2 separate regions of the Ovis aries genome follow, and region 1 is linked to region 2. A link is a contact called in public Hi-C data. All regions are on one chromosome and are shown on one strand. The core of a region is the stretch at or near the end of the contact, and the rest is flanking DNA. Distances in the headings are between cores, read along the strand shown. Region 1 overlaps RAB31 (RAB31, member RAS oncogene family). Region 2 holds the start of PPP4R1 (protein phosphatase 4 regulatory subunit 1).

Evidence for each region. Hi-C and Micro-C count contacts between places; a contact is called where the count stands out from the background.
Region 1: a Hi-C map of tail adipose tissue shows a contact between it and region 2, with 2.5 times the contacts expected there. The contact joins the enhancer-like site here to the promoter of PPP4R1 in region 2. A contact is called at or near these places in 4 of 16 Hi-C or Micro-C datasets (blood, hypothalamus and tail adipose tissue).

What each region holds. Positions count from the first base shown.
Region 1 is chr23:42,329,117-42,335,005 of ARS-UI_Ramb_v3.0, forward strand. It overlaps RAB31 (RAB31, member RAS oncogene family), which reads left to right. Exons shown (of 7, transcript XM_015103657.3): 2 at 3,972-4,051. Among named protein-coding and RNA genes, the nearest start is that of RAB31, 29 kb to the left of the region's middle. Within about 2 kb of position 1,540, at least 27 of the 54 cell types and tissues checked have an H3K27ac peak or open chromatin away from gene starts, as enhancers often do. A contact at or near this core is called in hypothalamus and tail adipose tissue, where this site is marked.
Region 2 is chr23:42,223,066-42,228,813 of ARS-UI_Ramb_v3.0, forward strand. PPP4R1 (protein phosphatase 4 regulatory subunit 1) reads right to left here and starts at 2,190. Exons shown (of 20, transcript XM_060405240.1): 1 at 2,138-2,190; 2 at 2,001-2,045. The coding sequence starts at 2,144.

The sequences.
Region 1 (5,889 bases), core at 290-2,789, 110 kb after region 2:
CCCTGTCTGATTCCTTTGAAAGTTTAGGTCTGATGTGTAAGTGACCTAGGGGCTTCCCAGGTGGCGCTAGTTATAAAGAACCTGCCTGCCAATGCAGGAAAAGTAAGAGACCCTGATTCGATCCCTGGGTTGGGAAAATCCCCCAGAAGAGGGCATGGCAACCCACTCCAGTATTCTTGCCTGGAGAATCCCACGGACAGAGGAGCCTGGCTGGCTACAGTCCATGGGGTCTCACAGAGCCAGACACAACTAAGCAGGTTAGCACAAAACGCAGCACAACCTATTAGGGAAAAGACTCTGACCAAGAACAGATATAGATACAGATGTACGTGTGTGTGTGTGACTGAGTGACTGTGCTGTACACCTGAGACTAACGATGAACGACATTTTAAATCAACTACGTTCAATTAAAAAAAGAAAAGAATTGGTTTTATGTGATGCCTCCTTGGTAGCTGACAGTACGTCCTCCTCCCATTCGGGCAAGACCTAGCAGATGTATCTTTAGGGCGAATGACTCTCTTATGGTTGGTGAACCTGGAAAGCAGTAGTAAAGGCCCTCATGGGTCCAAGAAGTGGACTTCTTTTAAGAAGACATTTACATCTGTCGGGGAGTTGATTTACCTGGTGAGAGCCTGTAGGGTTTTCATGGGACTCGGAAAACTGTTCTCTGACCCTCCAACCTGCTGTGTGACCTCGGGGAAGCCACGCAGCCTCCTTTCCTGCAGACTCGGGGCTGGATGGGCTGTAACAACGTCCTGTCATTTCAGGAAGTGGAGCCAGCTTCCTTCCAAGGGCGTCGAGTCCCCCGGAAGTCACGGGGCCGAGGAGAAGGGGTGAGCAGCCTGTGCCTCCCGGCCCTCCTCTTGTTCCTCTGATGCCTTTATCCACCCAGGAGTTGCTGCTTCAGAGCTTTGCAATTTCCTGTGGGACAGGCATGATCTGGGGCGTTTTCCTCCTGCCTCTGTGTGTATGTGTGTGTGTGACTGTCTGAAAGAGGTCCTGCAGGAAAAGGAAGTCACCCAGCTCAGTGATTCATGACGACTGCCCTGCATCCTGCTCTGCCATCGTCTGCCATCCGTGGGCAGGGCCTTCCCCTGGTGGCCGACGGGGGAATGGCAGGCCTGGGAGCAGGCCATCCCCAAGTTGTCACAAAGCCTCTGACCCCACAAGATGACTTTGTCGTCATTCAGTCACTCAGTCGTGTCCAACTCTTTGGGATTCCATGGACTGCAGCACTCCAGGCTTCCCTGTCCTTCACCATCTCCCGGAGTTTGCTCAAACTCATGTCCATTGAGTTGGTGATGTCCCCTTCTCCTGCCTTCAATCTTTCCCAGCATCAGGGTCTTTTCTAATGAGTCAGCTCTTGGCAGCTGAAACCCTTGGGCAGAGCAAGTAAATGGGCTCCGAAACGTGCCCCCTGGAGCAGAGTCCTGCCCATGAGAATGCCCCCTCGGGCCAGAGCCCTGGATGCCAGCCGCTCCCTTAGAGGAAGGGCTCTGCTGCTGGGGGGGAGGCTATCAAGGGGCCATTGTCCCAGCTGGGTACGGGGGAGGCCTGGGTGCAGCCCAGTTCTCCCTGTCCAGAGTCGCTGGGACTGTGAGGACTGCAGGGTGGTAGGGGTCTGCTCTTTCACAGGGACTTTAAGCTCAGCTGAGATGGCAAGGACGGGGCTGTGGTCTGGGGACACTGAGAAGCGTTAGCTGGAGTCCTTCCTGGGGATGCAGCTGGAAATAGCAGTCGCATTGATCTGGAGTCTGAGGAGCTGGTGTTTCCTTTCTGTCGTCACCTCTTTGAACTCTGCACATCGACTCAGGGCTGCAAAGATGCAGCGTCTGGTGCGGCTTTTTCTGGGGGCTCAGAGCCAATGCAGGCCACGTGCTCTGGGAGATGACACCTTCTGGACAGTGACCTTCTGATGAGGATCCCAAGCCCGAGGCCCTCCCGCCCCGGGTTTGCTAGGATTGTCCCTTGAATGCGGGAGCGAGAGGGCACTCCCATGACTCAGATGCTGATGGTGTTTCAAATCTGATTTCATGTTTCAGTGTCTGGAGAAAAACACCTTTCTCTGAGTTTCAGCATTTTCTCCTTGATCTGTGGGCTTTTAACGTGAAGCTTTGAAGAGAAGCTCATCACTGTCTTTTCCTTCTTGGGCTAGGTGTGTCTCTTTCCCCGCTCACTTCTCTGTCTTGAATCTCCACAGTCCTCCCAGAGCAGATACGTGCCCTGGATCTCCTTGCCGTGCGGCCACTCTCAAAGGGCAGCGGGGGCAGGAGCTTTGTTCTCCTTGTCCTGCTTTCTGGGCAATCTCTGGACTTTACCTTGCCAACTCTTCCTTTGAAATTTCCATTTTTGTCATCATGTTTTTAGTTTCTGAGGGTCCGTCTTACTTTCTGAATGATCTTCTAAAAATGCATCCTCTACTTTTCTGTGGGTGTAAATCTCCGGTATTTCTTAGATGAGTATTTCTTTTTTAAAGATTAAAATGCATCCCCAGGGACTTCCCTGCTGGTCCAGTGGTTAGGGGTTCACGCTTCCAATGCAGGGGGCACGGGTTTGATCCCTGGTCAGGGAACTAAAACCCCGGCATGCTGCATGGCTTGGCCAAAAGAAAAAAATAAATAAAAGGAGAATGTTTAAAAAAATAAAATGCCTCCCCAAAGCTCTGTTTGCACAGGGGCTGGTGGGTGGGGGCACACGTGGCCTCTAGTTGGGGGACTCATAGCTGGGTCTGCAAGCGGGGAGACACAAAGACACAAAGCCTCTGACCCCTTCCATCTGGGCTCGCACAGGGTGGGGCAGGGTGGGGTACGTAGCTCCCCCCGCCCCAACCCGAGCTGTGTGCAGGGTCGTGGGCCAGCCTGTATGTGACACAGGTGTTCTGGAGTCAGCCTCCAGCATCCTCCTGCCTCTGATTCCGATATTCTGATTCCAGCACTGCCTCCAGCTCTTGGTACCTGCAGGGAACATGGGTGGGACTGACTCGCTCTCCCCGCTGCAGGCCCTTAGGCTCCGGCTCCCTCTTTAACAGTGACCCCACCTTCCCTCCCCCAGCTGTTCCTCTCTGTCCTCACTTGTCTGATGGTTGTCTCTTCTCCCATCTCTATGACCTTGTGAATGTTTTGTTTTTTCTTTTTAATTCCTTAAACCATTTGACAAGGGATTTGGAAAGGACTGGAGAAAAATGCATTTGGGAGTTCCCAGGTGGCACTAGTGGTGAAGAACCCGCCTGCCAATGCAGGAGACTAAGAGAGGCGGGCTCGCTTCCTGAGTCTGGACGATCCCTTGGAGGAGGAAATAGCAACCACTCCAGTGTTCTTGCCTGGAGAATCCCGTGGACAGATGAGCCTGGCCGGCTACAGTCAGGTTGCAAAGAGTCAGACACGACTAAGCAACTTAGCATGCACACACAGAGAAAAATGCATGTGTCTTTCCAGTCTGTGAGTGGACCGCCTTCCTAACAGCTTTATAGAATTATTTAACAGAGAAAGAGCTGTACAATTGAGCAAAACTGGAGGTTCTTATGCAGCCATCAGATTCTAGAGAGAAAATGATAAACATGCAATAATTAGAATTTATCGTTCTTACAGGATGATACCTAGAAAAATAGGTTATGCCTTCTTAGAGTGCTAAAGGTTTGAATAAAATCAGTTTCTACCAAAACAAAGTGATATTGTTGCTGTGCTTCTTAGATCCCTCCCCAAATTTCCAAATTTCTGGAAGTAAATGTATTGGGACATGCCAGTTCTAGGTTAATTATTGTGTATAGATGGCACATGTTTCTGAAACTTACTTTTAGCATACTTCTTTTATGAAGGCAATATGACTTCATTGTCAAAATTTCTGGTATGAAATAGAAGGAAATATCCCACTTCCCCCCAGCCGGAAGTAAGCTCCCCTGTGCTGGGTTCTGTTTATGCTGGGTCAGAATCCGCCCCCTTTGTCTTCATGGCTCTGTTCTCGTCCTCTTCCAGGACACTGGCGTGGGGAAGTCCAGCATCGTGTGTCGATTCGTCCAGGATCACTTTGACCACAACATCAGCCCGACCATTGGGTAAGTTCTCATCTGTTCTTCCGATTCACCTTTCTTCCTTTCTAAGTACCCAGAGAGGTCACAGTGTCTGAGCCTTCGAGGGTGTTCATCCCAGCCAGGGAGACTCAGTCCCGACTGTGAAGACTTGGACACAACTCAGGGCCTTGGGCGATGTGTCCAGTCTTCCTATCCCTGCAGTCCCCTCCACCTTGCACCAGCCGCCCTCACTGCCGCCTCGGGTTGTTTCCTTGATCTCGAGTGCGTTATTCTGCAGATCATGCCGACTTTATTTCCAGATGGGACGAATCCCTGAAGGTCCTGCTTGAATCTGCCTGCCAGGAAACCTGGGAACGCGTCCACGCACAGCAGAGCCGTCTGCACGGATCGTGGGCAGATTGATTTTCCTTTCCTGGCTGAATCCAGGGTCGGCATCTCTGTTCTGATGCTTGGGAGAGGAGGGGAGGATTGCCCTCCTACCCCCTGCCCTGCCCAGACCTCAGCCTTGGGACACGAGAGCACTTCCTGTTCGCTTTCTCTTCGCTTTCTCTTTGCTAGGATGACTTCACCAGATGTGCTTCTGCCGTGCTGCTTTGCAGGTGGTTAATTTTTCACCATCTTAGTACTTAGCCCAGTGTCTTTTTCTCCATGAAGTCAGCATGCTCTCTGCAGAGAGCAAGGTTTGGTTTTCCTCAGCTGGGAAACAACGGGTGTATCAATTTGGGGAACTGGGTAGGATGGATGAGGACAGGGCAACGGCCTCCATCAGCCTTGAGTGGAGAAGATTCACGGCAGGGCACACGGCAAGCTTCTGACTCGCAGCCATCGAGTCCACTGGGAGTCCACCCGCCTCCCACAGTGATCACTGCCTTGAGAAGGACCTCAGGCTGTGAAAGGGCATCGTTTCTGCACCGAAAGTTCATCCTTGCCACCCGGTGACTCATGAGAAACCCTGACTGCTGTTCAAGCAGACTGTCGACATCATGAACAGATGTGTACACCTCTCTTTCTAGTTTGACCTTTACAAGGACATCGTGTTTCTTCTCTGCCAGATTCTGCTTCCTGCAGGTAATGAAGCCAGTCCAGCATTGCTCACCCCCATTGCTCTGGAAGCAAAGACGCCTGAAAGTCTGAACTTGAAAGCTAGCAAGGAGGCTGAAAAAAACAAAACAAAACACCAAAAGAGCAACGGTTGTCAGTCTTCATTTCAAACAGTAATTGTCTTTCTCCTAGTGGCAGGAAATCAGGAACAGAGAGAGGTGTCTGCACATACAGGTATGTGTGTGTGTGCACATTCTTAGCCATGTCCAACTCTTTGCGACTTCATGGACTGTAGCCCGCCAGGCTCCTCTGTCCATGGGATTCTCCAGGCAAGAAGCCTGGAGTGTGTTGCCATGCCCTCCTCCAGGGGATCTTCCCGACTCAGGGATCAAACCTGCATCTCTAGCATCTCCTGCATTAGCAGGCAGGTTCTTTACCAGTTGAGCCACCAGGAAGCCCCACATATAGGTGAATGCATGCATACATATGGTATGATATGCATTGCTACTTTCCCTAGAGCTGTTCCTTGCTGGCTCACTGTGTACCGACGGGGACTTCACAGCTGTTGTTTCCTCATTTGACCCTGAAGCAGCCCATAGATCACGCAGGGTGGATTTGGGGCCTATTTCACAGATGAGCAAACTGAGGGACTGTGACCCTCATCCTCCAGGGTGGCCATGGGGCTCTGTCTTCTCTCCTGACTGTGCCATCAGATTCTTTCTTGACCAGGGTCAAGGTCATCTCAGGTCTCAGGCTTACCTCCGTCATATCTGTAAAATGAAAAGCGTAGTCTGGGTATATTTTTTTCCCCTAGCTCATAA
Region 2 (5,748 bases), core at 940-3,439:
CTGGCCAAGGCCCCATGGCTAGCTTCCCCTCTCACCCACCCCCTTCACAACAGGCCGTGAGGGGTCCTTTAACTGGCCGTAGGTAGGTTCCAAGATGGCTTGTTCCTGAATATTCTGGGTAAAGCCATCACATGTAGAAACTGCAGCCACTAAGAAAAATAAGCAATTATTCCAACAAAGACTTCCACCAAACTATAAATATGCAAATAAGCTACCTGTACCTTCTAAGGTTGAACATTTTATCCTAAATTGAAATACACTCGACAGCACTCAACAGTAAATCAACTGTACTTCAATAAAACACACACGGAGGGAACAAACAGGATCTTAAAAAAGTTAAGAGCACTAGCAGCACCTGTAAATATGTAAATTTTGTGGCGTGATGTTCAACATCAGTATCCCCTCCCTGCACTTTCTTTCCAGCTTCCCTTATAACACCAACAAAAATTGTAGTCACTATTTACCAGGTATTATTCTAAGTGTTTTGTGTGAATTAATTTACGAAAAGCTCTAACAGCTCTCTAAGGCAGCTAACGTTAATTACACCTATTTATAAATGACTACATTTGGCACTGAGAAGTTCAAGTGAGTTGCAGTCTGCTCAAACTGAGGACGCCAAGGCTGGAACTAAGCAGTCCTGCTCCTAAGCCCGGTCTGTCCAACACTGTACTGGGATGCCCGGACACCTCACTGTCACACTTACATCATCAAAGCTACTTGGGAACCGCTAGAAGGGCACAGAGCGTGACCGCCTCTGCTGCTCTCCCCTCAGCAGTCTGGACAGTCCTGAGAAAATCAGGCCAAGTTCCACACCGGTGGGCTGCCCCTTTCAGACTGTGCTCCTTAAGGATGAAGGAGAAAACTGCAGCTCATCTCTTAGGCTTTGATTATCCAGGGCACCCAAGTGACAGTAAATGAATGAGACAGTCCTCGACACCTGCTGCAGAGGGGCGTCTTCCACCGAGAAAAAGCCTTGGGCCTAAACACACGCCTGAGAAGGCCCCGCATAGGGACAGTCCTTAGTCAACTCTCCGAACCTCTCCAACGCTAACCCTGCAGGAGCCCCAGAGCTGCGGTAACCGACACCTGAAACTTAGCAGGTGCGCGCGTCCTAGTGGACAGCACGAACGGAGATGGGAGAGCCGGCCTTCACTACATGAGCACTGCTGCCTTCAGAGAGCCTTTTTACTGAAGAAGAAGAAAAAAACCGTAAACCCAGACTGCACCAAACACGAGTTTACGTATGGTTCATTCACTTTAGAAATGTTTTTTCCTAAAAGCTCCTTATAAAGAGTCAGTTTCCCTCACGTCACTCAAAATACCCCGTAATTTAAAAACTGAGCTTAATTTGGGCAAGGAAACCACGTTAGACAACGCTAGGGATCAGCTCCCGGCACCTACAGGAGGGACGCCCAGGTACAGCCCCCGGGGGACCCCCGAGGCGGCCCGCACCACCTCACTGTTCCCGGAGCCCCCACGTCCCCGTAAGCCGCCCCCGCTGGAGCCGCCTCCCAGCTCCCTTCCGACCCCGGAGCAGAGCACGCGAGCGGGACGCCTCCTTCCCGACGCTCCTCCGGGAACAATGTCAAACTTTTTGTTTTTCCTGAAGCACAAGACTCCTCCACTCGGAAACTTCACGGTCCCCAGGAAGCCAAGCGTGGAGGCGCGGGAAGGCCCGGCCAAGCCGCCAGCCTTTGCGCCGAAGAAAGGCGGTAGATGCTTGCGGGCCCGTCCCGCCGGGGCCGCCCCTTCCGCCTCCGCGGACCCGGGCCCCCAGGACCCCTCAGCCCGGACGCCGGACCCGGGCCGGCGGCCTCGGCGGGGCTCTGGGCGGCGGGCGGCGCCCCGAGCCCTGCCTGCCGCGGCCCCGGCCCCGCCGACCAGCCGCCGCGCTCCCGCTTCCGCCGCCGCGGCTCCGCCCGAACGGCCGCCCCGAGCCGCCGAGGCCTGGGCTCCCCGCCGCCCGCGCCCTGCCTCCCGCCCGCCCGGCTCGCACTCACATCCGTCCGCGTCCTCCGGCAGGTCCTCCTGCAGCAGCGACAGGTCTGCGCCGAGGGAGACAAGAAAGGCCGTGAGCCCGCCGCCCGCCGCCCCGCGCCCTCGCGTCCCCGCCCGCCGCCCGCCGCGGGGCCCGTACCCGCCATCTTGCGGCGCCCCCTCCTCCGCCGTCGCCCGGGGACCCGGGGCTCCAGGGGCGGCGCGCGCGGCGGCCGGTGGACGCGCGCGGGGGGCGGCGCCGCGGGGACGCGCGGGGCGGGCCGAGGGCGGCGGGCCGGGGGCGGCTCCGGACGCCGGGCGGACCCGGCCCGCCCCGCCCGCCTGCGAGCCGCTCCGCCTGCCGCCTCGCTCGCTCCGCCCTCCGGCGCGCTCTCGGCTCGGCCGGCCCCTCGGTGCGCCGAGTCCGAGGCGCTGCTGCTGCTGCCGCCGCCGCCGCCGCCGCCGCCGCCGGGGCTCCGCGCCGTGTGCCGGGCTTAGCCGGGCGGGGCCGCCCGCGCGCTTTGTTGGGTCACTGGCGCCGCCCGTCGGCCCGCGGGCCCCGGTCCCGGCACCTGCCCGCCCGTCTGCTCGGCCGCGCGCCGGGGCCACCTCCGGGCGTGAAGCGCCGCCTCCGCGCCGGCCGCCGGGTGCGGCGAACAAAGCCGCGGGGACGGCCCGGCTCCCGCGCTGGCTCCGGCCCGGCGGTGGGCGTGCGCCCCGGTTGCAGGAGTACCAACGAACCTCGCCCCCGGGGTCGTTGGGATTAAGGAAGAACGACAGGAGCCGAGCACCGAGTACTGGGCGTCCCGCAGGTGCTGGGGAACAGCGCCTCGCCTTAGCTTTTGTCTGTAAATAATTTAAATAATTGTCGTAGCACTCGAGGCGCTCGGCTGAAATTTGCAGCACGCGTTCTGTTACTTCCGTCTTTCCATAAGTGCTCAGGGATGCACGCAACCGCCCAGTATGGAGGGGGCCTCAGCTCCAGTTCCCTGCCCCACTGCCCACTGGCCTCTGTCCAGGACTCAAGCCTACCTACCGGTCCCCCAAGGCCTCCAGGATGGTCATGCCCTGAATGACCGTTACACAGGGACGTGTGTAAATGACGCCACGTTGGGGGTCTGGCCTTGGGGGAGGAGACGGAATTCCGAATGGTCTGCACGATGATCTTAACCAAGGACATTATATTACATTTAATGCCGTGAAAGAAAGCCTCTGAAATACGTAATTCTGGATAATAAAATGGGTCCCACGTAGCTATTTAAAATACTTCTCTCTCAGATGTTACAGGTTGCAATATGGATTTCAAGAAGAGAAGTCAAAGTCGCTCAGTCCTGACCCGAGTCTTTGCAACCCCATGGACTGTAGCCTGCCAGGGTCCTCTGTCCATGGAAATCTCCAGGCCAGAATACTGGAGTGGGTTGCTCCTTCCCTTCTCCAGGGGATCTTCCCAACCCAGGGATGGAACCCAGGTCTCCTGCATTGCAGGCGGGTTCTTTACCGTCTGAGCCACTGGGGAAACATGCATTCCATAGTATGTATTATTAATATTTTGCTAGAGCAAGAAAAACTGGAATAGCATCTCTAACTCTAGTGTCTAGTTTTCTAGTGTCTGTCTAGTTTAACAAAATAATTAAAACTAAAAGCCAAATGGCCACCATCTAGTTCTCTCCTTCCTTGCAGGACACTATTATGTAAATTCAGCTGATACTCTCAAAATGACAAGGAGCTAGAAATTCACAACTGTCATTTGACTCAGTCTATGAGAGCTTTGCCCTGCTAAATGCTACCACTTCAGTAATCCTGGGTGGAAAGGGGAGGGCAGGGCACTGGGGTCTTTCCACTAGCTTGGGGTCTCCCTGCAGCAGCACAGACTCTACAGTGCCAGCTAGGCTTTGGCCCCCAGACACACGTGGAGGTGAAGGGGACCATCTGGGCGATCCACCCAGTAGAGTAAGACTCAGTGATGGTGATAAAACAGATGTTATGTTACAAATACTTTGGCCACCTGATGTGAAGAGCCAACTCATTGGAAGACACCCTGATGCTGGGAAAGATTGAGGGCAGGAGGAGAAGGGGTGACAGAGGATGAGATGGTTGGATGGCATCACTGACTCAATGGACATGAGTTTGAGCAAACTCGGAGAGAGAGAGAGAGAGAGAGAGAGAGAGAGAGAGAGAAGGACAGAGGAGCCTGGCATGCTGCAGTTCATGTCAGCAAAGAGTCGGACACGACTGAGCAAGTGAACAACAACCAAATGCTAGCCTGGGATATATAGGTCGACTGAGACTCTGCCTTGGGTAAGCAAGGCTGCACAGTGAATTTTATCTCACTTTCTCTGGGAAGGCAGCCAAGGAGGAGGGGCTGTGTAATTGTATCCATATTGTTCAGGAGCTGTGCATTTGATTATCATCTTACCTGCATCCCACTTTAGGGCAGGTCCCTGGAGGCAGCTCAGTGTTTAGACATTTCAGTGAGGACATTTTTATTCATGGTTCAGCACAAGCACGTTTTTTACATGTGATTATTCTGTCACTCTCTAGTCCTTGCTCAAAGATACAATAAATGGTTTTTACGCCAGTATTTGTAAAGGGTGCTGTGCTTCCTCCTCATAGTAAATGACATTTAAAGAACAGTCATTGTTGTGCTATGGCCTTACCCCAACTGCACTTACAGTGTAGACGGTGGATGCCGAGCTGTGTGTCTGGAGGTCAGAGCACAACCCAGAGTCTGCGTCCTTCACCTGCTCTGCCCCTAAAATCTGCAAAACAGGGGGAATTCACATGTCACTGCTTTCAAAAGTATTATCCAATCATGGCTACTAAGACCTGGATTTTTCAGAAGTCCTCCTCCAAATGATAGTGAAGACTTCTATGAGTAGCCAAGGAGCCTTGGAAATTGATAAACTTGGCTCTTAAAACAACTTAATAAGTATGTTTATTATTGCAGACATAAGTATCATGGGAAAATATTGCTAATAAAAAACCTACCTGACATTGCTTGCTATGTCATTTATTAATTTTTGAATTGGTAATTGAATGGTTTACTTTTTCTTCAGGATGGTCCTTCCTAAAGTGGAAAGTATGTAAAAGGCAGATCTTTTAGTTACTGTTTTGAATAATAATAAATGAATCAATCTGATAATGGAGACATGCTTTTACAATAAAAATGGCTTTTAAATAAATTTTTTAACCTTTATTTTCATTCATCTCTGAGTTGTTTTTTTTTTAAGCCAGGTATATTTTCCTTTTTTAAAAAATTAATTTCCAATCTCTTACCCAAAGCCTCCTGTACATATTTTGGCAAATTGTATAAAGATAAGTATTTGTGTGAAGTTTCTGTTTTCTTTCTTTTCTACGCTTCTTTTAAGTCCCATTTAAGCTCTGTGTCAAGATGAAATTCCAAATTGTGAGTTCTTAGTTTTTCCCAGAGCTTTCATAGTTTGGTTTTGTTTTTCAAAGACACTGGTCTCTTTTTATTCACATTTTTTCACACCACCTTAGGAAAAGAAAGAATAAAGAAGAGAGGGAGGAAACAGCCACAAAACTGAGCCAGAGTTCTCTCTACTCAGGCTCTTTCCCTGTTTATAGGGGTCCGAGGCTGCCCTGAGATGCACAGAACTTCAGCTCTGTCCACGGTCACCAGGCCGCAGGTTCCCCAGCCTAGGCTTGTTCTGAGCAGAACAGTGCAACCTGGAACCACTACTGTAACCAAGTAGAAAGGAAAGTAAACCCTGTTTCTCATCCACCATGTTAAGGACTCCATTTCTTTCA